2 separate regions of the Zea mays genome follow, and region 2 is linked to region 1. The links are chromatin contacts, called in public Hi-C maps. All regions are on one chromosome and are shown on one strand. The core of a region is the stretch at or near the end of the contact, and the rest is flanking DNA. Distances in the headings are between cores, read along the strand shown.

Region 1 (5,579 bases), core at 1,549-4,048:
ATAGCGGAGCGCCTCTGGATTTTCCCGAAGGTGAAGAGTTCAGCGTGAAGTCCCCTGGTGCACCGGACACAGTCCGGTGGCACACCGGACAGTCCGGTGCGCTAGACCAGGGCACACTTCGGTTATCCCTTGCTCTCTTTGTTGAACCCAATTCTTGGTCTTTTTATTGCTAAGTGTGAACCTTTGGCACCTGTATAACTTATACACTAGAGCAAACTAGTTAGTCCAATTATTTATGTTGGGCATATCAACCACTAAAATCATTTAGGAAATAGGTGTAAGCCTAATTCCCTTTCACTACCTCCTTCTCCGCATCCGTTATTGGTGGAGGATTCGGGGGAGGAGGAACCCAACACTTAAAACGCTCATGACTAGTCCTTCCACACAACCAATCGAGGGTCAAATTTATGAGGATCGTCACTCTACTGGAAAAAGAAACACCTCAGGTGCTCCTACAAAAATGGAACAAAACATTAGTACACATCTAGTAAACAATATTAACTCACAAGTCATAAGCTATGTACGTTAAAACCGCCACAAAGGTAGAAGCAGCGAGCATCCGTATCTAGATGTTTGGATTGACATACTCAAGCCGGTCTGCCATAGTCACAGTTAGGCACTAAAAGATCAGGATGAACAAGAGCATCCTTACTAGATACATCCGGATATAACTCCCGAGGACGACCTCTCTTCTGCCACAACGCCTCCCGATACATGTATTTCATCTAAGAAACGATTATATATTAACACAAGTATCTAATAAATTGTATAATCGGATTTCACAAACTATCAAATAAATTGTAGTCATCATATGAACTATATATCCTAGGAGCAATAATCAAAACTAATAATCTAAAATTACAACCCAATATACAAAACGAATCAGTGAGACACCATACCTTGGTATACAAAGTATTCCAACTCGAATCTGGTCGTTTTTGAAGATTTGAATGGAGGGAAAGTTGAGAAATGAGGAGGGCGCACCTCTCGGCCAACAGAACGGCTGATTTATAGGACTCCCTAGCTCGGCGCCAAGATCTGTGGCGCCGAGCTAGGAGGCCGCGTCGACGCCACGTCGGCCCTAGCCACCGCGAGCCGCCACCGCCACCGCCACCGCCACGTCAGAGCTCGACGCCATAGGCTATGACATGTGTTAGCTCGGCGCCATAGGCTATGGCACTGAGCTAAAGGTCCAAATCATGAAATAAGTCATCCAGGTGTATAAATGTACATTTTGGTCGAAAATATGGTTAAAAAAGAAAAAAATCGAGGAAACACGCGTTTTAGAATTAACTAGTCGGTTACCCGTGCGTTGCGACGGCTTACAACAATACCCATGTAAACTATCCACACAAAAAAATCAATATTTTTTATTGATTGTCTCCGCTCTCTGTATAATATTTTTTGATTTGGCTAACTGATGTTATTATTTACTCCATCCAATATGTCTTGGTACAACACAGCCAATGAAGTGAGCGATTAGAAGAGAGTTCACAACGACTGACTGAACGAAGAAAGACTATAAAATGACATAATTCCACCATATAGAGACCAAATAAGAGAAAGTTTGTGAGCTCAAGTTTTTAAAATAAGTCACATAAACTCAAACTTATAAAAAGATAGATCAAAATATGGAGTGACTGCTAAAGTCAGACATCAATAAAAACTGGATGTGCTCCATATAAATATACTACTTCGTAACAATTACTAACGTTTAAAACCAACAAATAACCTTTCATTTTACTATTAGTGTGACAAATCATTGTTGTTACATCCAATTCAACATCCTAAAACACCATAGTCTATTGCGCCAATGTGGTCTGAGAAACGACTTAATGCTTGCAAGAGCCAAGAACGTCGTGCCGTGCTTGGGCTATAGCCTCAGCTCGTAGTGCTGGTCTAGCCCGACACGATTATATTTTTTTATTTTAAAAAAAAACGTATATACATACATATAATTTATATTCAATATTAAAAACATCTAAGCATAATGTTTTACTGGTTAGACAGCTTCACCCTGCATCTCCTGTCCCCGCCCTTCTTCCATCAAGGTATGGGTTCGAACCCCACCTCCGGCACCGTTTTTTAACATTTTACGCTGATTTAATCAAATGAGCCGACGAGCTAACGAGCTGGTCTAGCACAGTCAGCTGACCGTCATGACGTGTCTGGGCCAGAGTTGTGGCCCACGGGCGTCTGACTCGTGTCGGCCTGTCGTTTGGCCATTTATAGGCGTTCAGCGAGTTAATTTGAAATAGTTGTAAGGGGTTATTTGTAAAAAGATGACGTATGACGACCGTTGAAACTGGTGCTTTAAGTATAGTATAGATATTAATATATGTATCAATGACAAAATAACACCGTTGTAAACTGATAATATCTGAAGGAAAAAAAAGAACAAAGAAGGAGGAACGCTGGATTAGATGGGCCAAAGTTTCTTGGTGTGGCCCACCAAATGATACTCAACTTGCCCAAAACAGCACGTGAGGCATCACAAGCAGGAGGCATCACGGATGGGCCAGCGAAGCCGAACGCAGACTTGGACTTGGGTGTGAAGCGAACTCACAGCCGAGTAGCTGGTTAGGCTGTTGGGCTGAAAAGGATGGGCCAGATGTGAAAAAGGTACCCAAATTTTTTGGCTCTTTATTATTAATATAATATTAATATTAGGTATAGATTTAGATAGATATATGTGTACATATGCATGGCCTCTCTATTTATCTCGAGAAGAAAAAAAAAATCTAGCCCTCGCATTGACAACTAAGTCTATATAAGCAATATCTTGTCATAAGCAGCTATGCATGTTCAAGAGCAAGTAAAATATATACTAGTGTGCAAGTGTTTAGCACGATGTTGTCGGAGCCGCCGCCGCAGCAGCCACGGGCGAGGTCGTTCGCGGCGGCGGACGTGGAGGAGCAGAGCGAGGACGAGAAGCGTTGGGTGGGCTGGGTGGAGAAGAGCCTGAGGCATGAGACGGCGGAGGCGCTGGGCGCGGCGGCCAAGGTGTTCAGCGTCCCGCGCTCCCTCCGCGACACGAACCCGGACGCGTACGCGCCGCACGTCTTCTCGCTGGGCCCGTACCACCAGGCCCGCCCCGAGCTCATGGACATGCAGCGCTTCAAGCTCGCCGGCGCCAAGCGCTTCGAGATGCTCCTCACCGGTGGCCACACCATCGAGCATATCAAGGACCGCTTCCTCGTCGGCGGCCTCGAGCTCAAGATACGGGCCATATACCACAGGTTCCTGGACCTCAACGACACGACTCTGGTATGGATGATGGCCATCGACGCCTGCTTCTTGCTCGACTTCATCGAGAACTACCACCGCCGTGAGGCCACGGACGTGGTGTCCTCGTCGGCCAACTGGATCAACGCCGTCGTACGCGACGCCATGATGCTGGAGAACCAGATCCCGCTCTTCGTCTTCGCCAGGACGCTCGAGCTCCGCCACAGCACTCGTCACGAGGCCGCCAAGGCGCTGCACGCCGTCGTCTTACGCTTCATCATGGACGTGTGCCCCTTCAAGGATAAGCGCGGCGAGGTGGCCATCGGCGACCTGGCCAAGCATGCGCACCTGCTGGAGGTCCTGTACCACTTCCTCGTCCCGGACGCCACTCTCTTGGACGACAGTACCACCGGTGGTGGTGGTGACCAGGGGGTGATGGTGGAGGAGGAAATACCCGCTACGGCGGCGGCCGACGGCGAGGAGGTGGACGACGATGTCGAGGCGCAGCAGGCGATGAAGCCTCCGCTCGAGGAGGAGGACTGCGAGAAGGTGAAGCAGGCCCTGTCGCAGGCCTCCAGGCTCAACGTGGCGCCGCTGCGGTTCATTAAGAAGAACCTCATCGCCCGCCCGATGGCCCTGGTGGGGAAGATCGCGCACAAGGTGCCGGCGCTGGCCGCGCTGGTGCCGGTGCTCAGCAAGCTGATGCAGTCCGTGAACGTGGAGGCCCAGCTCAACGGCGGCGCGGAGCAGGCGCCGGAGGACGGGGCCATCACGGCGCCGCGTGCGGACGAGATCCGCATCCCGTCGGTGGAGGAGCTGGCCCGGTGCGGCGTGCGGTTCACGCCGGCGCCGGAGGGCATCGAGGGGATCGCCTTCGACCGGGCGTCGGCCACGCTGCGGCTCCCCGTAATCACACTGGACGCCAACACGGAGGTGGTCCTGCGCAACCTGGTGGCCTACGAGGCCGTGGCCGTGCGCGGCCCGCTGGTGCTGGCGCGCTACACGGAGCTGATGAACGGCATCATTGACACGTCCAAGGACGTGAAGATCCTACGGCGGAGCGGCGTGCTTGTCAACCACATGAAGAGCAACAAGGAGGCGGCGGGCATGTGGAACGGGATGGCCCGGGCGACGCGGCTCACCAAGGTGCCCAGGCTGGACGCCGTCATCTCGGCGGTGAACGCGCACCGGAGCAGGAGCGCGGCGGCGCGGGTGAGGAAGCTGTTCAGGAAGTACGTGTTCAGGTCGTGGAAGATGCTGACGCTGCTCGCCTCCATCGGGCTGCTGCTCATGACAGCGCTGCAGACATTCTGCTCCGCCTATCCGTGTGAGAACCACTGGTTCAGCGGCATGGTGCTGCCGGGGACGACGGACGACCCAGCGCAGTAGCAAAATCCACCCGAACTCCAACGGATACGAACAATAACTTAATTAAACTATTAAAATTCATAAAAATATTAAAAATAGATATACTTTATTAATTACTATTATAATATATTTTAAAATTTAAGTTCTAATTCACTCTATATTAAAAGATCTAAAAGATAAAATTTTATTGACAGAATTTTATCTTTTTTATATCTTTTATTATTAAATGAATTAGAACTTAAATTCTAAAATATATTTATATAGTAAATAATGAAGTATGTTTATAGTTTTTTTAAAAAAAATGGTATTTGCTAGTTTGATTATGAGATGATTACGTATAAAATTTGATTGCACATGCAGATTTGCTCAGCGTCATGTGGTCAAACGTGGCTTTGTTTGTGGTTCAGCCATTACGCGACCGGGCCTGACTCATGCTCGTGCGTGTGTGGTTATATACTATACTCGTGTAAACAGCTTGTTCCTTTTTTTCTTCGTGCGGTCTTAACCAGTCTGGCCTTAGCCTTCACAACCGATATTGTATTTGGCATATACCAGTTTAATCCAGAATTTGATGATCACTAAGGGTAGTTTTAAAGCCACAAAGGATTGAAGGGGCTAAAATCTCCTGCTTATTCAATTTTGAATAAGAAGTAGATTTTAGTCTCTCCAATCTTCTTTAGTTTTTAGACTCCCAAATTAGCCCTAAGAGCAAGTATATGAGAGAGAGAGGAGTGGAGAGAGATCGGCTTAGAGACAACAACAAGAAATATCCGTGAGAGAGACAAGTGAGATCATGAGGAAAATCCCACATATAGATAAACACCCAACTCCTGTGAGGGCGGTGTCATGAACCTCTCCCTCGCCCTTGATCTCGCCCTTGTGACGGCGATCTCTCCCGCCCCCGCTCCCTCCATGCCCTCCACCACCGTCACCGCCGCCAGGTCGTCTCTCATCCCTGAAAAATTGTGGGAGGAAGATGCAGAGAA
Region 2 (5,579 bases), core at 2,143-4,642, 210 kb after region 1:
CTGCCCGTTGGATTTTTATGAACGGCTTAGATTAGAATGATGCATACCCCTTCACAGGTTTTGATCTGAGTGGTTGGATCCGATCGGACGACCAGGTTTGGGGTATGGCGTGGTGGCCGATCTGCCGTTGATCCGGGATCCTAAGGCCTATGTCACGTACCGGTTCGTGTTAATGTAGATCTAATCCGAGCCGTTGAATTAGATCGAACGACTAGGAATGACCTATATCGCTTCGGCCACGCTAGATTGCTAAAGAGCCAATGCATTTTTTCTTATTCAACCCGCCGTCCTCTTCTATAGAAAATATGTTACAATTAGGCCTGGGTTTTTATAAAAACAACCCTGAGTTTATATGAATTAGTGGCCGCCGCCCACGGGTTTGGGAAATCTCATAAATTAAAATCTAAAATGATTTTCAGGATAAAAATAAATACGATAAACTTAGAAAATCCATAACTTTCATGTTTTAACTCCGATTTGAACCGTTCAAGTTGCGTTATCTTCGTATTAATAATGCCTACACTTTAGTAACCTTATACTATCATATGACATAGACAACTAGTTTGTTTATCCTATGTTGAATAGATTATCTATTTTGATCGAAGTTAACTTGATCAATCTATGATTTGACTAAAATATAATTTCTAATCAAGTTATCACTTGGGTTAATTATTCCTTTACAATAATTCTTTCACATAATATTAACTAACATAAAATATATTCTTACTAAGTAATCACCTAAAACTTCGGAAAGCCATATCTTTTCAACAATAGCCCCAATTTTAATGATTCTTGAACCTACGATCTCATAGCAGTGCATAGAATATTCTTACGCTGTTTGTTCTCATGTTTGGTGTATTTTTATTTTTATGTACTCCTTGTCTATTTGTATGTATTGCTACGAATAGCGGTGAGGTCACAAGTTATTTGAAGACTAAGTTGGTGAAGTTACCTGGCAATCTCGAGTTTAAGGCAAGTTGTGCCATTGATCTCGGTTAATGTTCTTGGTTAATTTGATGGGACCCAATAGGTTTCCCTAGTTTTGTTTATCTCACACCTTGCAGACAAATGAACTATTGGGTAGACTTGCTATTGCTCTACCTGATTTTGGGATTAATGTTACATCCGAATTATGATCATGTTCCAAGTTTGTTGTTGTCTTAATTATTGTTCATGACACGATTATTATGTTAATTGGAACATGCAGCTTAACTTGAAATAACAGTGCTACCACAAGGGTGGAATGGGACGTCCTTGGCCAAGTTATTAGGAAAGCTAGGGAGAGATTACCTTACCCAAAAGGGCAAGCGGGGAGGCGTCGCTGCAGGGTATAGGGAGGTTCTCGGGTCGAACTGCTGCGATGGTATTTCGGACGAGGGATTCCTATGGTTCCTTATTCCTAAATCCGTAGCGGGTTTTCTCGAACTAGTGCAACTTTGGAAAGGCCTCACAGTGGATCCCTAGCCATTCACCTTGGAAGTGTCTAAGGGTCTAGCTAACCCTGACTAACTGGGAAACACGTCTTGTGGGTAAAGATGCACAACCTCTATAGAGTGTAAAACTGGTATATCAGTCGTGCTCACGGTCAAGAGCGACTCAGGACTCTCGCATGATTAACTTATGGAACTAAACTTAATCTGTCATATGCATTGCATTGTGAGTTTTATTATTAATTATGATATCTTATTTAACTGGGTTGATATCTACTTATACTTAATAACTGCTAATAAAACTTTGACCAACTTTAAAAGCAATGCTGAGCTTTAACCATCTTCTTTGCTAAGTCTTACACTTTACATGAGCTCCTCCGTAAGTATGCTCATGCACATTATTCCCCACAACTTGTTGAGCGATGAACGTACGTGAGTTCACCCTTGTTGTACTCACATCCTTTAGGTCAAAGATACGTATCACAAGATAAGGAGCATGAAGAATGTCGCGATGAGTTCGTGATAGGTCTAGGTCATTATCTCCCAGTCAACTATGGTTGCGGAGGATCATTGTCTTAATATGATGTAATTATTTAGTTACTTTGTACATAACTTTTATTATATAGTAAAGATGTGACATTTGTTTCTGTAACATTAGTCATCATATGTGTGAGATTTGATTCTAGTATACATTTAAGACGCATCCGAGTTTGCTCCTTAAATCCGGGTGTGATTCTAAACTAGTTTTTAATGTAAGCATTTTTTGCGGGGAAGTGAGGATAGGGCTGTACCGGAGGGGGGTGCAGAGGGTGCGGCCGCACCGGGCCCCCAAAAACAGAGGGGCCCCTAGCCACTGGACGCTAGCACTTTTTCCTGTTAAATCTATCTATCCTAGACACAAATACGTAAAGAGCGATGCGCTATCGACCAGTCTCGTTTAGATTGTTAAACTAATGTCTCAATTACTTATCGAATACTCCTTCCGTTCTAAAATAGTATTTGTTTTATCTGTTGATTTTTATGTTTATATTCAACTAGATGATGAATCCACTAAAGAAGCAAAACAAATTCTATTTTGATATAGAGATAGTATTATTTACTATACACATGATGGTTGCAGCGGCGGAGAGAAGCATTTTAAAATTGAAATATTTTTGTGAACTATTTAAGGTCAACAATAACTCAAGAGAGGTTAAATGGCTTGGCGATTCTACGTGTCGAAAAGAAATTGTTGGATGAGATTGATCTCAATAATATAATCGATGACTTTGTATCACAAAATGTTAAAAGATATTTTTAATGATATCAGATAACAAGTAAGTGCTTTTGGTTATATTTTACATTTGTCGTCTTATAAACTTCAAAACAGCATAATAATTTTTATATGTCAAATATTCAATTATATATATATATATAAGGGATGGAGCCTCCATCTCGGATTTCGCACTGGACCTCTAAAAAGTTAGGAACGGCCCTGAGACTGACTCCAACAGAGCAGCTAAATGGACAGGCAAAGCTAAAATAGCTGCCCACGAGCTACTGTAGCAGTACAAAACACCTTCCAACAGGGTAGCCAAAAGAGCGAGACAAAAAATGATGGGAAGAGAGAGGAAAGTCATGATAGCTTGTACTATGGCTGGCAGCCATTTTCTTTTTCTGTGTCTGAGAATATGACTCTACCATCTACTTCATTTGTTGGATTATACTATCGCTGTCTTTTTACCTGTGCTGTTGAAAGCGTGTGCCATATAATTGGACAGAGGCAAACCAGAGACGCTAGCCAAAGACTTGAATGACTGCTCGATTTGTATGGCCTCTGTTGGAGAGTGAGGATGAGGCAGTACAGGTTCAACCCGGCCGCTCGCCTGGTGGGCAGTCAGGTGATGCACGACAAGAGGCGACATTCATCACGGCTGCATTTTTTTTCCATCCAGCCGTGCGGCCGCAATGATTCCTCCCCGTCTCCCCCTCGCCCTCCGAAAGCGAAGTGAGCTTCTGCAGATAAGGAAGGAGGCCGACATTATCGCAACACGCCACCTCATCTAATCGAGGCGAGAGACAGGGGAGGAGGAGGAAAACGGAAGAAATCTTCATCAAGCAACAGGAAGCGAGAGCGTGCGATTTCTTTTTTCTTCCTTTCCGGTGACGCCAGGTGAATCACCAGCCGGCCGGTGCGCCAAAGGCTAGGGTTCCGCGGGGCGCGGGTGCGGGCTCGACTTTCGTAGCCTCGCCGCCGGCGCGCGGGAACCGGATGCTGCTAAGCTGCGGGTCGCTCTCCTCCTGGGTGCGCCGCTTCGTCGCCTGCGTTGGGTACGCCACCTCTGTCCCGCCCTCTACTACGCGCGGTCAGTTGATTGCTGGGCTTGTCTGCTTCCTGCTGCTCCGATGTGATTGGCCGTGGATGGGGCCATGGGGGTTTAGCTGTATCAACGCGATTGGCTCTGCGCTCCATCCCTTGGTGAAATCTGTTCCGTGAGTAATCTTAATATCTGTTTAAACGGATAGCTAGCACCTAGCAGGTTCCAAAATGGTTGTTAGTCTTAAAAACCTGTTAGTTGCTAACTCTACAAAACCCAACTCATATAAAGGGAAAATAGAATGGCCCTAATACTGTTAGCTGTATGAAATGTATGATTAGATGGTTGGTTTGCTATGTTATTCTGGTTGCTTCTACACTGGTCATTATCTCTGATCAGTGTTCAATGCTGGTTATCGCCCTACAATCTATAATTGCCCTGAGGCTTGCAATCAATGTTCTCCACAAGTAACCAGAGTGGTACAAAAGAAAACACGTGTATTGATGCCTGTTATCTTCGATCAATATTCTAGTGTATCATTTATTTGCTACCAGGGTCATATCTGTGGAAACATGCTCAGGTCGAGGCTACGTCCACACAGCACAGCAGCCCCGAGCTGGACCCACTCCACACATATGAAGCACAAGTGATCGAAACACAGTTCCTTGCTTCTTTGTGCGGCCACATGGCTTGTGCCCAAGAAACTCACCACACTCAGGGTCCATACTGGTGACTAGAGAAATGAAATGACCCTATCAACCATCCATTCCTTAACTGCATTGCTTCCCTCACGGTTGGCGCGTAGGACATGTCCTTGGCACCATATTAGTCTGGGTAGCTTCCATGTTCACGACGCTCCCACTTTACCGGTGGCATTCTGATAGATATCCCATGCTCCCCCTTATAGTCTAGAAATGATGTGATAGCTAACAAAAGTAGCATGGATGTCCTTGTATATTACGAATCACTCATATTGCTCTGAGCTTGTCATCCACTCTAAGTATCAAATTCAACTTTTAAGCACCAGCACCACAATAACATAATCCTCCAGAAGGTTCTTTCATAATGAGCACATGAAGCAACAGAAAATGAATAGTCTGGTCATGCTTGGCAATTTACCATTTCAAGACTAGAACATGCAATCCCGACCAAGGTGGGAGCAGGGCATCAAGATCAGCATGGTACCAGGAAAGGGAGATTCATGAGCCCGACGAACTTGCCAGCCAGATTCGTGAAGCAGTTAGTGAGGTCAGGGCATGGCAGGTTAAAAAGGCCCTTCCCTTCTATTATCCAAATTCCCAGCGATTGTGAGTTTCTTGGGTATCAGCCATGAGGAAAATGAAGTGCCTTGTGGATCATTTGTGTGCCGAGGAGATCCAACACCGGGTTGGTGAGCTTTGGAAGGCAGCCTTGACTGAGTTTGTGTCTGTACTATTTACTTGATGAATGTCCTAATAATTTCAGAGTGATGAGTAAAAGCTGGGCCTAGTAGCTGGTTCTGAACTTCTAGTATTCCACCGTTTAGAATTATCTAAATGTAAGCATATTTTATTTGTGCTGTTACTCGCAAGTACCTGTTAGTACTAATCATTTCTTGGCCAATTCTGGCTTGCAACAGAGCAGTGGTTGTTTTGGTTGTGCCCAGCCTACTCCGATAATAGCTGTTGATGAGCCCACAAAAGGTTTAAGAATTCAAGGGCGCTCAGTAAAAAGACACAATTTATCTGACGACTTTTGGAGTTCAAGCCCGCACGAAATGGAGAACAGTGCCTTGCAATCCCGACACAGTATGTCCTCAATCAGCACTGCTGCACAACCTAATGATCAGCATGCTTCTGGAAGTAGCAGCTCC

The links. Hi-C and Micro-C count contacts between places; a contact is called where the count stands out from the background.
Region 2: a contact with region 1 is called in a Hi-C map of ear, with 7 times the contacts expected there. The contact joins the promoter of LOC100216795 here to the promoter of LOC100275553 in region 1. A contact is called at or near these places in 9 of 25 Hi-C or Micro-C datasets (bundle sheath, ear, endosperm and 3 more).

The regions. Positions count from the first base shown.
Region 1 is chr5:117,772,866-117,778,444 of Zm-B73-REFERENCE-NAM-5.0, forward strand. It overlaps LOC100275553 (Putative UPF0481 protein), which reads left to right and starts at 2,799. Exons shown (of 1, transcript NM_001149608.2): 1 at 2,799-5,173. The coding sequence starts at 2,851. The coding sequence ends at 4,614.
Region 2 is chr5:117,979,024-117,984,602 of Zm-B73-REFERENCE-NAM-5.0, forward strand. LOC100216795 reads left to right here and starts at 3,393. Exons shown (of 5, transcript NM_001143194.1): 1 at 3,393-3,740; 2 at 5,346-5,579. The coding sequence starts at 5,484.